Regions from separate parts of the Oryctolagus cuniculus genome. Here regions 2 and 3 are each linked to region 1. The links are chromatin contacts, called in public Hi-C and Micro-C maps. All regions are on one chromosome and are shown on one strand. Each heading gives the region's core, a stretch centred on a gene start, on an enhancer-like site or on the middle of the called end of the contact. The rest is flanking DNA. Distances are from core to core; before and after follow the strand shown.

Evidence for each region. Hi-C and Micro-C count contacts between places; a contact is called where the count stands out from the background.
Region 2: a Hi-C map of an unstated tissue shows a contact between it and region 1, with 1.8 times the contacts expected there. The contact joins two enhancer-like sites. A contact is called at or near these places in 2 of 6 Hi-C or Micro-C datasets (psoas muscle and an unstated tissue).
Region 3: a Micro-C map of ear pinna shows a contact between it and region 1, with 3 times the contacts expected there. The contact joins two enhancer-like sites. A contact is called at or near these places in 3 of 6 Hi-C or Micro-C datasets (ear pinna, psoas muscle and an unstated tissue).

What each region holds. Positions count from the first base shown.
Region 1 is chr7:111,178,149-111,182,351 of mOryCun1.1, reverse strand. No RefSeq gene overlaps it. Among named protein-coding and RNA genes, the nearest start is that of TM2D1, 100 kb to the right of the region's middle. Within about 2 kb of position 2,786, at least 4 of the 8 cell types and tissues checked have an H3K27ac peak or open chromatin away from gene starts, as enhancers often do. A contact at or near this core is called in ear pinna, where this site is marked.
Region 2 is chr7:111,312,507-111,316,405 of mOryCun1.1, reverse strand. No RefSeq gene overlaps it. Among named protein-coding and RNA genes, the nearest start is that of TM2D1, 240 kb to the right of the region's middle. Within about 2 kb of position 2,060, at least 1 of the 8 cell types and tissues checked has an H3K27ac peak or open chromatin away from gene starts, as enhancers often do.
Region 3 is chr7:111,396,682-111,401,160 of mOryCun1.1, reverse strand. It overlaps NFIA (nuclear factor I A), which reads left to right. Exons shown (of 11, transcript XM_051857696.2): 11 at 3,967-4,479. The coding sequence ends at 3,984. Among named protein-coding and RNA genes, the nearest start is that of TM2D1, 320 kb to the right of the region's middle. Within about 2 kb of position 1,995, at least 4 of the 8 cell types and tissues checked have an H3K27ac peak or open chromatin away from gene starts, as enhancers often do. A contact at or near this core is called in ear pinna, where this site is marked.

The DNA.
Region 1 (4,203 bases), core at 1,537-4,036:
AAGGACCTGAATATAGGCTACTATGTTTAGAGAGAGGCTAAAAAGACAGGTCAGGGCCAGACCACACAAGGCCATGAAAAGGATTATGCTAACGCAGTCACTGAAGGGTGGCAAGCCAGGGAGTGACACGATAGAAGACAGGCAAGACTAGAAGGAGAAAAACCAACTAGAACACCTTGGCAATTGTCCAGGTGGGAAATGACAATAACTTGGAAGACAGCAGGGATGGAGAACAGTGGACAAATGGGAGTGAGATTTTGGAGAAGAGTTGATGTTATTGGATGATAAGTAGATGCTGAAAGCGAGGTAGAAAGGATATTCCCAGGTTTCTAGCTTGAGCTGCTTAATGAAGAGGGTCTAATGAATAACAACTTGTTAGTGTAACTCCAAAGGCAACACCAAAGTGGTATGAGAGTCAGTTATACAGGATGAGAGTTAGACAGTTATACAAGCTCCCACGCCTGCTACGGTGCTCGGCCATCATTGGCTGCTGTAGAAACAGATGCATTAATCAGGTACCAGGACACAGAAATCTGCCACCTCGATGCTCATCAAACTTTCCTTTCCATAAACCAGAAGCATGTCTCTGAGCTATGAAAATCAGACTCGAATATGAACTCTGAAAGTTCACCCTCGGCTCTTACAGACATGGTCACAGATGCCTGGCTGTTGAACTAGGAGAGCTTGAAAGAAAACAAACTGCCCCTTGAAGTTATTTAAAAACTAAGCAAGATTCTTTATTCATTCAACCAATTTATACTGTGTTTACTGTAAGGGGTATGAGGCCAATAAGATGTGTTCTTTGCCTGGGCAAAGAGAAAAAGAGGCATAAAAAAGGTACGTACAACAGTGTATTGTGTTCCATAGAGCAAGCTACAGACTTACAGCTAACAGATGGTAGGCATATTAATTCTAAGTGGGACTACTACACAGGCATAGCTGAGAAAGATTTCAGAGAGGTGGTTGTATTTGAGGCAAGTTTTGAAGGGGCCACAGCACAGACAGAGCCATGAACACCTTAAAGAGCCGGAAGTATTCTCATTGGAGCCCTCTTTAGGGAGTCGTAGGGTGTCTAATTCCAGGCTGGAAAAGTATTATTCTTTTTTTTTGTAAAGGTTTTAATTATTTATTTGAAAGTTAGAGTCTTTTTTTTTTTTTTTTGACAGGCAGAATGGACAGTGAGAGAGAGAGACAGAGAGAAAGGTCTTCCTTTGCCATTGGTTCACCCTCCAATGGCCGCCACAGCCGGCGCACCGCACTGATCCGATGGCAGGAGCCAGGTGCTTCTCCTGGTCTCCCATGGGGTGCAGGGCCCAAGCACTTGGGCCATCCTCCACTGCACTCCCTGGCCACAGCAGAGAGCTGGCCTGGAAGAGGGGCAACCGGGACAGAATCCGGCGCCCCGACCGGGACTAGAACCCGGTGTGCCGGCGCCGCAAGGCAGAGGATTAGCCTAGTGAGCTACGGCGCCAGCTCAAGGAAAAGTATTATTCTATTCCAAATTCTGAAAACCACTACCAGCCTGATTGATCTGTTATCATTTGATGCAAGTAGAAAATTCTAATTTGTGGGAACCCAAACCAATAAGCACCTTTTTTTAAAAGATTTTTTAAATTTATTTATTTCAAAGATAAATTTACAGAGAGAAAGTTCCTCCATCCACTGGTTCATTCCCCAAATGGTCTCAGCGGCCAAGCGAGCTAATGCAAAGCCAGGAGCCTCCTCCGGGTCTCCCAGGAGGGTGCAGGGGCCCAAGCACTTGGGCCATCCCCCACTGCTTTCACTGCTTTCCCAGGCCACAAGCAGAGAGCTGGATCAGAAGAGTAGCCAGGGCAAGAACAGGTGCCAATATGGGATGCAGCACCCACCCCGAATAAGCGTCTCTGGATGTGGCCATACATGAGTACTTCCAGCACCCGTGTGAGCTTTGGGTTTCCCTATTTATGTGGCAGGTCCTCTCTCCCAAGATTCACAAGCAGGCCCACGATTTGGCCACGGCTGTGGGACCCCTCTTTCTCAGGTGCCTAGAAAGATGTGGCATCAGCCCAAGGCAATGCTTATGTGGGCCGGAGAGCACAGACAATAGTATGACTGTGACATTTAATCTGTCTGGCAAATTGGTGCAGCTGCTCTCCTACAACAAACAGGCAGGCAGAGGGAGCGACCACCGCCACAAACAAACAAACAAAGTGTGTGCGTGATCCTTAAATTTTAATAGCTATTCAGACAGTCCTTAGAGAGGAACTTGGCAGCTCCGGCCTCCAAGGCTGCTCCCCCACCTGTCTCCAGGCACAGCAAACACAGCTGTGTGAGGAAACAGGAAAGAAATGGTGCGAGCCGGAGGGCCGAGGGCGTGGGGGGAAGAATGGGAGCGCGCCTTTCCCATAAACCCACTTGGGACAGGGCCTGGCTAACAACTGCAGAAATACGGGAGGACACGCCGCCAGGCTCTTTGTAAGACTTCGCGTTAAGTGAAATCACTCAAGACGCAGCTCCAGGGCCACTTCAGAACCCCGAGGCCGAGCGCACGAGGGGCGCTCAGGGAGAGCCCGGGGCTTCTGCTTCTGTCAGAGTGAAACACAACGGCGCTGCATGCCCTGGCAGAGGCCCTGTAGAACTTCCTGAAGTGTCTAGAAACTTCTTTATCTGTATTTCCCCGGGCTGAGAAGTGCACACATTTTTAAAGTTCAGCCCTTGACAAAAGTCAAGACTGAGGCAAGATGTTTCAGCCGCCCTGATCCAAATGTTAGCATTTCTGCAGCGGTCAGGGGCTTGCCGCGCCCCAAAGCAACGGGTCGGGGGAGGGCGGGAATCGGGAGAGGGAAAGAAGTCGTTCGAGAGGATGAAAAACAAAGCCAGGAGGTATTTTTGGTATCATGGTAATCACAAAATAGCACGAATGCGGTCTGTGCCTGCGTGCTACCCCAACGTCGATTTGAATCCCACTGAACGCTGGTTTGAAATTTTCCATTTTTGTAATTTGCTTGCCTTTGTTAAGCCAAGACTTGAGAGAAACCTGGCAGCCGGCTGCAAGTCTGGCACGATTTCACCTCAGACGCACCCGCTGGCTTGGGACGTTGAGGGAGACCGCACAAGAGCGAAGGCGGCGCTGGGAGAAGCGGCGGCTCGGCAGCCGCCCGGGCAGGCCCGCGGCCTCGCAGCCAGGGGGTTTGGCTCCCCCTACCGGAATCGCGAGGCCGGCAACGCCGCGGCCTGGTGGGGGTGGGGCACCGGGCCACCTGCCTGGAGAGTTTCCCAGCCAGTGGGAAGGGAGGCAAAGCAAAAGGAGTGGGAAGCAGGGATTTCCACACCACATCGAGGCAACAGAGCCAGGTCCGAGTCAGCACAGCGCTTCGTGTTTGGAGGAGAAAAGATAGGCACGCTGCCTCCATCAAATTTACGTACAAACTTGGGCCTCGTGCTTACATGGAAACCCGGGTTGAGAGCCAAGCAGTGAGTGGTCCCAGTGTGCAGGCCCAGCACATAGTGTGTGCTTAGCAGATAAATGCTGATTGAATGAATGAATGAATGAATGACCCCCGGGCCGGTGCTGTGGCATAGTAGGTTAAGCGCGGGCCTGCAGCACCGGTTCCCAGCGGCGCCTCTTCCCATCCAGCTCTCTGGGAAAGCAGCAGAAGATGGCCCAAGTGCTTGGGTCCCTGCACCCACATGGGAGACCCAGAAGAAGTTCCTGGCTCCTGGCTCCTGGCTCCTGGCTCCTGGGTTCTGGCTTTGGATCGTCCCAGCTCCAGCAGATGCCACCGTTTGGGGAGTGAACCAAGGGATGGGAGACCACTCTCTGTGTCTCTCCCTCTCTGTCTGTAACGCTGCTTCTCAAATAACTAAATAAATCTAAAAAAAAAAAAAAAAAGACTCAATGCACTAAATAACCTACTCTATCAAACAGAGAGCGAATGTGATTAAAAAAAAAAAAAAACACTTCCCTGCTTTTTCCAGTATTCATAAGTTGTAAGATGGGTTTTGTTCATGGCTAGTAATTCCTGCAAAAATCCTGCACCAGGTAGGCTAGTCCAGTGCTCTTGCCCCCACCCCCAATGTGCATAGCAGGGATTGAGAATCAACCCCATTCCATGCCCTCATTTGGAGAACTTCAGTGCATTTTCCTGTGCCAGCCAGTTGCTGACAGATCTGGTTTGGGGCTAACTTTTCTTGACCTCTCTAATGTTTATTTTCTAAGGCAAA
Region 2 (3,899 bases), core at 811-3,310, 130 kb before region 1:
TGCGGATGCTGAAGGGAGGGACACTGCAGAAACTCCACTGGGAGCCTCCTGACAAGGACCTTCTGAAATCAAACAAGCTCTTGCCATGGATGCCTTTATCTCTGGGGTCATAATTCCTGCCTTTATCATCATTCCCTCCACAGTCCCCCAACCTTGACTACTGGAGAGAGGATAACTTGAGTTTGGCAGAAAATTCGAAAACTTCATTTCCCGAAGACTTTGAAAAACTGCAATTAAAACCATCCCAAACATCTTGAAAATAAATTAATTCTTTCCCAGTTAGGCTGATAGTCTGGCAAAGGCAATACCTTCATCTTGTTCATATACATTGGGACATTTACTCATTATTTCTCCATATCCACCTGTCTTCTCTATCTTTATTTGGACTTTTACAAAGTAGCTACTGAATTGTGTGCACCAGTAAATGCATTAACTCAGTGCAATTTCATGGAGATTTATGCACCTGCAATGTCGAATATATTAAGTTCCCATAAAAGCCTGGCATTTTGGGCATGTTCTTTCCAAAGACCCTATAGGGTACATTTTCAATGTAGAGAGTGATATGCAGGAGCTAAAATCAATGGGCTTAAATTATTAAAATTCTAAGCAGTTGTTACGAATTGGGTCAAGTATTATAAAACTTACAGTCCATCAATTTGCTTTCAATATTAATTTTAGCCTTGTGCCTTGCTATGAAAACCATGAGAATGGAAAGCGTGTAACATCTCACTTGCCACTGAAACAGAAGGGAAGTGATTCTGAAATGCAGACCCTCGCGGCCTCTGGGGAAGATTTACGTGTGAGGATCACGCTCCTCCGAGTGAGGCTGCAGGTGAGTGACAGGTCTGCATTATAAATGCCTGGGGTAACTATAAAAACATAAATGGTATCAGGTTATTGATTTTTTCTTTCTGGAGCCCACAAATTAGAAAAGTCACTGCTAAAAATCACTAGTCTATCCACAAATTTTAATTAAAGCATAAATAAATCATTTTAGTTGCTGCACTTGCATATAAACAAAGGGGAAGATGGCATCTTAACAAATGCTTGTCAACATTTGGTGACTAATGGCTCACAGTGAAAATACAATCTGAAGCAACTGAATTGAAAGCAGATTCTGGAGCTAACTAATATCACATGCAAACCATCTAAAGCTATTATAGCAAAAGGCATTGAAACCACAGATCAGGTTTTTTGGAGAGGGTGGGGGAGTTTAGGATAATTTTGTTAAGTAGAGCAATACTATTTTTTATTAAATAAAGTGGAGCTCTGTAATGAGATATTACAGCTGCTGCACTTTCGCCACATCATGGAGAAATGGATACCCCACCCCTTACGGCAAACACTAACCAGATGCTGCAATGATTCCAAATGTTGATTTTATTCCTAAATAAATACATAGCAAGGACTAGTATAAACAGGTCTTTAGAAAACAAGGGTTTAAGGGGGTGTTCTGAGCAGTCCTAGATCTCATTATGTCAAAGAGAAGAAATTGAAATAGTGAATATTACAGGAATTCCCAGGGGATTCCCAACGTTGGCAGGGGCTTGAGAAGCCAGAATATGACATCTGTGTTGTGCACCAGCTTTGGGGAACACATGTGCAACTCTGCCCTACAAGCATGCTGGGAGAGCTCTCCTCTGCCTTGCTCCCTGTAAAGATCTTAGTGCAGTGTCTAGCATATAAAAAATTATAATTGCACGCACATACATTAACATACAGGCACATGTTCACACATACTTTGTCACACACACAGATTATTCCAATAGTTATACTTACCTCGTTGCAAATGTTTATTGAGCACTGATTATGTGCCAGTGGCCACGTTAGGCAAAGAGAATAGATGAAAACAGGGAGAAAAGGAGTCCCTGAGCTCCAGGCAGTCAGTTGTAACCAAACCCCAGCATCACTGACATCTCCATCTGTCTTCAAACGTGAGTACTTCATCTGATCACAAATGCCTCCTCCTCTTGGCGGACTCTCACTCAGCATGTACAAGAACATACACACCACGCTTCTCCTTGCACTTGTTCCGCTTCCTTTGCTCCCCACCATGATTAGAAGCCTCGCCACCCAGCCAGTTGTCCAAGCCCAGGACCTGGAAATCATCCCTGCCTCTTCCCTTTCTCCACACCCTCAAAAGCAATCACCAGGCCTTTTGTCTGTGGGAGTTGTGTCCACTCTAGTGCCTCTTCGCTATCAAGATGCTGACTCATGGAGTTCAGGCCCCCAGCACTGCCTTCAGTCTGAATACCAGACTGAATACCCTGAACCGGCCTCCAATTTGGCTCACTTTGTATTCAGTTCCCAGAGGGACCTTCCCAAAATGGAGTCTGGCCATGACCTCCTCACTTCTGTCCCTCAAAGGGGTCCTGATTGTTTGCCATGAACACAGCATGACATTCAAAGTCCAAGGGAATCAAGCATCACATGTCAAACGATGGCGAACACTTCCAGACTCACTCTGCACCACTCCCTGCGCACACTGATCCTTCTTCAAGACGGAGCCACTTTGTCTCCCTCATGCCCCTCTCCTTCCCTTACCCGCCTTCTCCTCTGGGAAGTCTTCCTGACCCTGTCCTCTGGCAAGTGCCCCTCCTTTATGTCCCCCATACCACTGCATTGTGGGCGATTAGTGTCTATACAAGGGCATTTCAAGAGACTCATGGGAATGGAATTAAAAGATGATTTTGTTTTGGTGTAAAAAAATTGAAATCCATATATAGGGGATATTCAGAAAGTTCATGGAAAATGTCTATTATGCAAAAACTATGCATGATTTCAAAACTTTATGCACAAAAATAAGCATCATTTTACTCCATTTTTCCCATGTACTTTTTGTCTCTTACTCTACTGCACAAAGAGCTCAGCACAGCTGCCCAGCACTGAGTAGGAGCATTACAAATATTTGCAGAAGACTATAGTACGTCATTAACTCTGACTTTTGCGTGTGTGAAGGGCAGTATTTTTTGAAATGCCACTGAGGAAGAAAAACATGCTACCATGCTTATTAAATGATATCATGTGTATTAAGTGACACGTTCCAATGGCAGAGATGTTAAAATAGTAAAGACAGGCTTCTTAGAATCTGTGAACTCTGCTAACTGCAATTGTTGCCACAATTACACATGCACAGGTTCCAGAGACAGAATGAAACCCCACCCCCGGCCTTTAGGAGGCACCTAAAACTATACAAGCTGCATTCTGTCTCTGAGCCACGGCTTTCTCCTTTACAAATAAGGCTAATAATAGTCCTCTTTCTGCTGTGTGCAGCCACATCATTCCCGTATTTTGGACTTTGAATGCCTTTCTAGAATGGTCTGCTGTGTAATGAATGCTGTTCTATCCTTTAAAGAGCCAGCCCTCACCCTGTTCCAGTTATCTTGCTCAACCCAAGTGTCTTTGATTGAGGGACGACACTGGTCTCCACCCAGAACAGATGAGGCGCTCATGGTGAGGGCAGAAGTTGTCATAGACAGCAGCCTCATGAGTGCTTGGTCACAACAGTGCTTGGCTCCAGCAACTGAGTCAACGGGGAAAAAAAATCACACTAGGTTTCTATGGGGATTAAAGAAGCAAAAGTGTGGAATGCAGGAGACCAGTGCCTGGCACATGGTCTGCATGGACTAGCCATGCCCTGTGACCATGTACTACTGCTGCAGGGAATGAGCTACGATGTGATGAAGCCTGAAGGAAATACTGAAACCTGAGGGACAAATGCTCATATCCCTAATGCACCCAAAGGTTCTCTGTAGCAGCCAGACACTTGCTAGACTGATGAGAGCAGAGAGCTCCCATGTTCTCACTGAGGTCTCCCAGGTACCTAGATAAAGACTGACACATGGAAGGTGCACAAAGGCCTGCGCCACGGCTCACTAGGCTAATCCTCCGCCTGCAGC
Region 3 (4,479 bases), core at 746-3,245, 220 kb before region 1:
TCTGAATCGTTCTTTGATGTTCCCACACGGGTACTGCTTGAATAATAGAAGTTGTAAGAAAATATCACAAGGAAAATGGGCTTCTCCCAGTGTCACCTCGTGCAGCCGATGTTCTGAGCAGTATGTGGAAGTTTAGGGAAAGTGAGTGGCATACACACACGTGATTATCATACCCATCACAACCAGATTAATGTGCACCTCCAACTGCCAACTGATGGTGAGAAAATTCGGTGAAGTGGATGAATTTTATTATTATTACTATTATTATTATCACTGTTGGGACTATTTAGGTGCCTCCTCTGCAAAAAAGTGATCTGATCAAGGAGATCTCATTCAAAAAAAAAAAAAAAAGAACGAACGAACGAACGAACGAAAGAAAGAAAGAAAGAAAGAAAGAAACTCCCCATGTGATTCCCCTAACTGGCTTCCCAATCTGGAAACCCTTGGTCAAGTAGCTGGGTTAATTGTCATGAAGATTAGTGCGATGTTGAAATAAGGACTAATGGTCAAATTACAGGAGTGAAAAACTTTAAGAATAGGTTTTGGTTTGGGCCTGAAAGGGTTAATTAAGGTTTTTTCACGGGTTATTAAAGACCCCCAACCCCTGCCTTCAGGAGTCATATTGACACCCCACCACAGGGCAGCCTGGCTCCTCTATTGCCGTGTTGCTGGTCCGAGCATAATAGGCGTCTGTGTCTACAAATCATTGCTAAAATCATCTCAAGGAAAAAAAAAAAGTTCGAAAGCTTTAACGTTAGACAAAAGCCCAAGAGTTGCAGTGCGCAGCTCAAAAACCCGGAGTCAGCAACTTCTATTGATTAAAAACTAACCTTTAAAGTAACTCTGAGAGTGTGTGGTTAGCATTTAAATTTAAACATGTCATGAGTTGATTTGTGTTACTGAATACCAACTCAGAAGGAGTAACATTCACATCGCATTTTTTTTTCTAATTCCCTTAAGCAGCTAAAGTATTTCATGAAATGTCAATAGGGCAAAAAGAAAAAGGGGAGGGGGAGCTGATACTGGGCCCTGTCGTTTTCTTTCCCATGCAAATATTCACCCCCCAAAAGAAAAGTGTGGAGAGTGAAACACAATAATTAGTCCTTTGTCTAACTTTCCCAAGTGCCAGAGAAAGACAGATTAATTAAATATACAACAGTGTTGGTTTTTGGAGTGGGGGTCTCGCTTGCTGTGTAGGTCATAAATTAGGCAGAATAAATACTTCAATGTGTTTGCAGTGGGCCTGCTACGTCAGAACCACTGGAAGGTTGGTGGGAGGAGAGCGGAGGGTTTCTTGCTAATGATAGTCACGTCTGGGTCTGTCTGGTTGCTCTTAGCAACCAGACATGATGTAACACCAGGATGAACTTGAACTTGGGGGACTTGAAAAGAGAACAATAGACCAGAGCAATCAATAAAGCCTATTTCAGTGAAGGATTACAGAGCTGCTCTGGGGTAACCTTGTCGGCAAGGCACATACTGAATAGTAAGATGTGTGAAGAAACTTTTTTTTCCCCCTGCTTTGCTGTTTTAAGAGAAGTGCAGAGGCACTGCAGATTTTTGTGGTGCCCCGAGGTCTCTCGTCCAGCAACTGTGGGATGGAAAACTGCTCCCCCTACTGACTCACCAGGTCCCGCGCCTTCGCTGCAAGATCCACAGGACTGTCACATTGCAGAAGTCTGGAATTTCACAACTGACTTAGAGAGTGTGAAAACAGAAATCGTAAGCGTTACCAGCCGCACCCAAAGTGTGACACTGTTTTGTTGAAGAGAGAACGCGGCTGTAACACGGATCAGAGTCAGCTGTCGGGAGAGGCCTCCTCCAGACACCCGTTGGCTTCGGCCTCCCTCTCCTTCCTTTCCCCCTCTTGGTTCTTTTGTCCGGGCAGATTGAGGCCGTGTGTATTTGCCAGGATGATTTCCTTTCAGGACACAACGGGCTTTATTGTGTTCCTCAAAGCATGTGGGCAAAGAATAACGTCGAAAGGTATACAGGATGAGTCGCTTCTCAGTTTAGGCTTCGGTTTTTTTAAACTCCTCTGGAAATCAAAGGTAGCTTGTGTGACCAGGAAATCTTACACCCAGCTCCACATAGCCACTGTTGAGCCATTTATCCCTGGGATCTAACGAGTCCTTACCTTACCTAACAGAATCTCATGGGCAAGGGTGAGCCTTTACCTGGCTGAATCCACCCCAGTCTAACCCTTTCTGATTCTGTCAACTCCAAAGAACTCAGAGCATTGACTTTTGCCAGTAGCTGATGGTTTTTCTGTGACTAAGGATAAATGTAGTGAATTGGTCATGGTATCACTGGAGAAAAGGTGGCAGAAGCCATACCCATTTTTATTTCACTTGAAAACCAACTCTGCTATTTGCTCATAATTGGTCACCTTGGATGGACACCAGCAGATAAAGTGACATAATCACCAGACTGTTACTAAAAGAAAAGCACCTGTAGATTTGTGAAAGGAAAGCTAACTGGTAATGACAATCCCACAGGCACATGGAAAGCTCGAACTAAATGTTGGCTGGACAGAACACTGGCCTTATTTTCTCCCTCAGACATCGTGGTAGTTAATAGGGTAAAATTTTGATGCTGCTTGATTGTTGTATGTCATAGGCGTTTGGCCTAGTGATGAGTCCCTAGGTTAGGATACCCACTTCTCACATCAGACTCCCTGGGTTCAATACCTGGCTCTGGCTCCTGACTCTAACTTCCTGCTGATGCAGACCCTGGGAGGCAGCAGGTGATGCCTCAAGTACTTTGCCTCCTGCCGCCCATGTGGGAGACCTGGATGGAGTTCTTGGCTCCTGGCTTTGATTTCCCCAATCACTGTAGGCATTTGAGGAGTGAACCAGTAGATGGAACTCTCTCTCTCTCTCTCTCTCTCTCTGCCTCTCAAATTTTGGAAAAAGAATTAAAATTTCACTTTAGAAATATTGAGCAGAGTGGACCATCATTTACAGAAATGAAAAACAAGAAAAATGCCACCCATTTTATCTGTACAGTACTTTCCCGACTTTATCTCCACTTGTTTTTTTTTTTTGTTTGTTTTGTTTTGTTTTGTTTTTTTGACAGGCAGAGTGGACAGTGAGAGAGAGAGAGACACAGAGAGAAAGGTCTTCCTTTGCCATTGGTTCACCCTCCAATGGCCACCGCAGCCGGCGCACCGTGGCCAGCACACCACGCTGATCTGAAGCCAGGAGCCAGCTGCTTCTCCTGGTCTCCCATGCGGGTGCAGGGCCGAAGCACTTGGGCCATCCTCCACTGCACTCCCGGGCCACAGCAAGAGCTGGCCTGGAAGAGGGGCAACCGGGACAGAATCCGGCGCCCCAACCGGGACTAGAACCCGGTGTGCCGGCGCCGCTAGGCGGAGGATTAGCCTAGTGAGCCGCGGCGCCGGCCCTCCACTTGTTCTTGAGGTGTGAGTTGGCTCTCTGCTAAAGGAATGTCACAGTCATGTCTGCAGCGCCTGCACCTCAGTTAGGAGGGTAACGTGCAGATCATCAGAGGACCCAGTCAGCCCCACAGGAAACCTCTCCGTTTAGCCACTCTCTGTCCATTCAGCTCTTCTTGGCTAAGAGTGTTCTGTATTCCAGGCATGGGGCTAGGTGCTGAGGATTGCATTATAAGCAGGAAGGTTGACTGTCTTGTCCTCCTGCAACAGCTCCCCACCAGACTACAAAACCTGAATTTATATTGCAAGTGGCCAGAAATACCTCGTTTTGTAAGACATGCTCAGAATGCTAGCATCCCCCAGTGAAAACAATGAATTTTCATTTCACAGCAATAAGATGGGTTTCAGCATCTCAGGATTCACTCTCATTTGTCATTCCTTGGCTCTTCCCAACGAAGCAGTCCCTCCTCCCTAACCTAGATCTGGATTTCCGGGCTGGAAAGGCACCTTCCAGCAAATGCCATGTTACCAACTGTGCTGCTAATGATGCTTTTCTTTTTTTCTTCTAGTCCTGGTACCTGGGATAAAAGTTGCAGCATCCCATCATCCACCAGACAGACCACCTGACCCCTTCTCAACTCTGTAACATGGACGCAACCTCAACCCAGCGCGGTTACAACTTCACTGTCAGTGGAAGGGGAGGAAACCCGATTCAAATCAACTTGTACATGGAAACAGCGAGCATTATGGTCAAACAGCAAAGGCCATAACCTTTTGGGATTTTTTTTTTAAATACTTTAGGGACTGTTGTAATTTCTCATATGGTGCTGGAAATGGTTGGGCTGTGTAATATTTGAAGTGTTTCCGTGGTAGCGTGAGCATTAGGTGACGTGGCCAGGGGAGGACGACTGTTGCTCACTGACTTCCTGTTGTAACATACTTTCCTTACAGAGCCTGGCTGTTTCACAGTATTTCATGAGGTTACCCACACAGGTGTGGGCCTCCCCAAGCATTTGGGAGGCACACGGAGAACTAAATCTTTCGTAGTAGCTGAGATCTGCAATATATAACTTACGGGACAG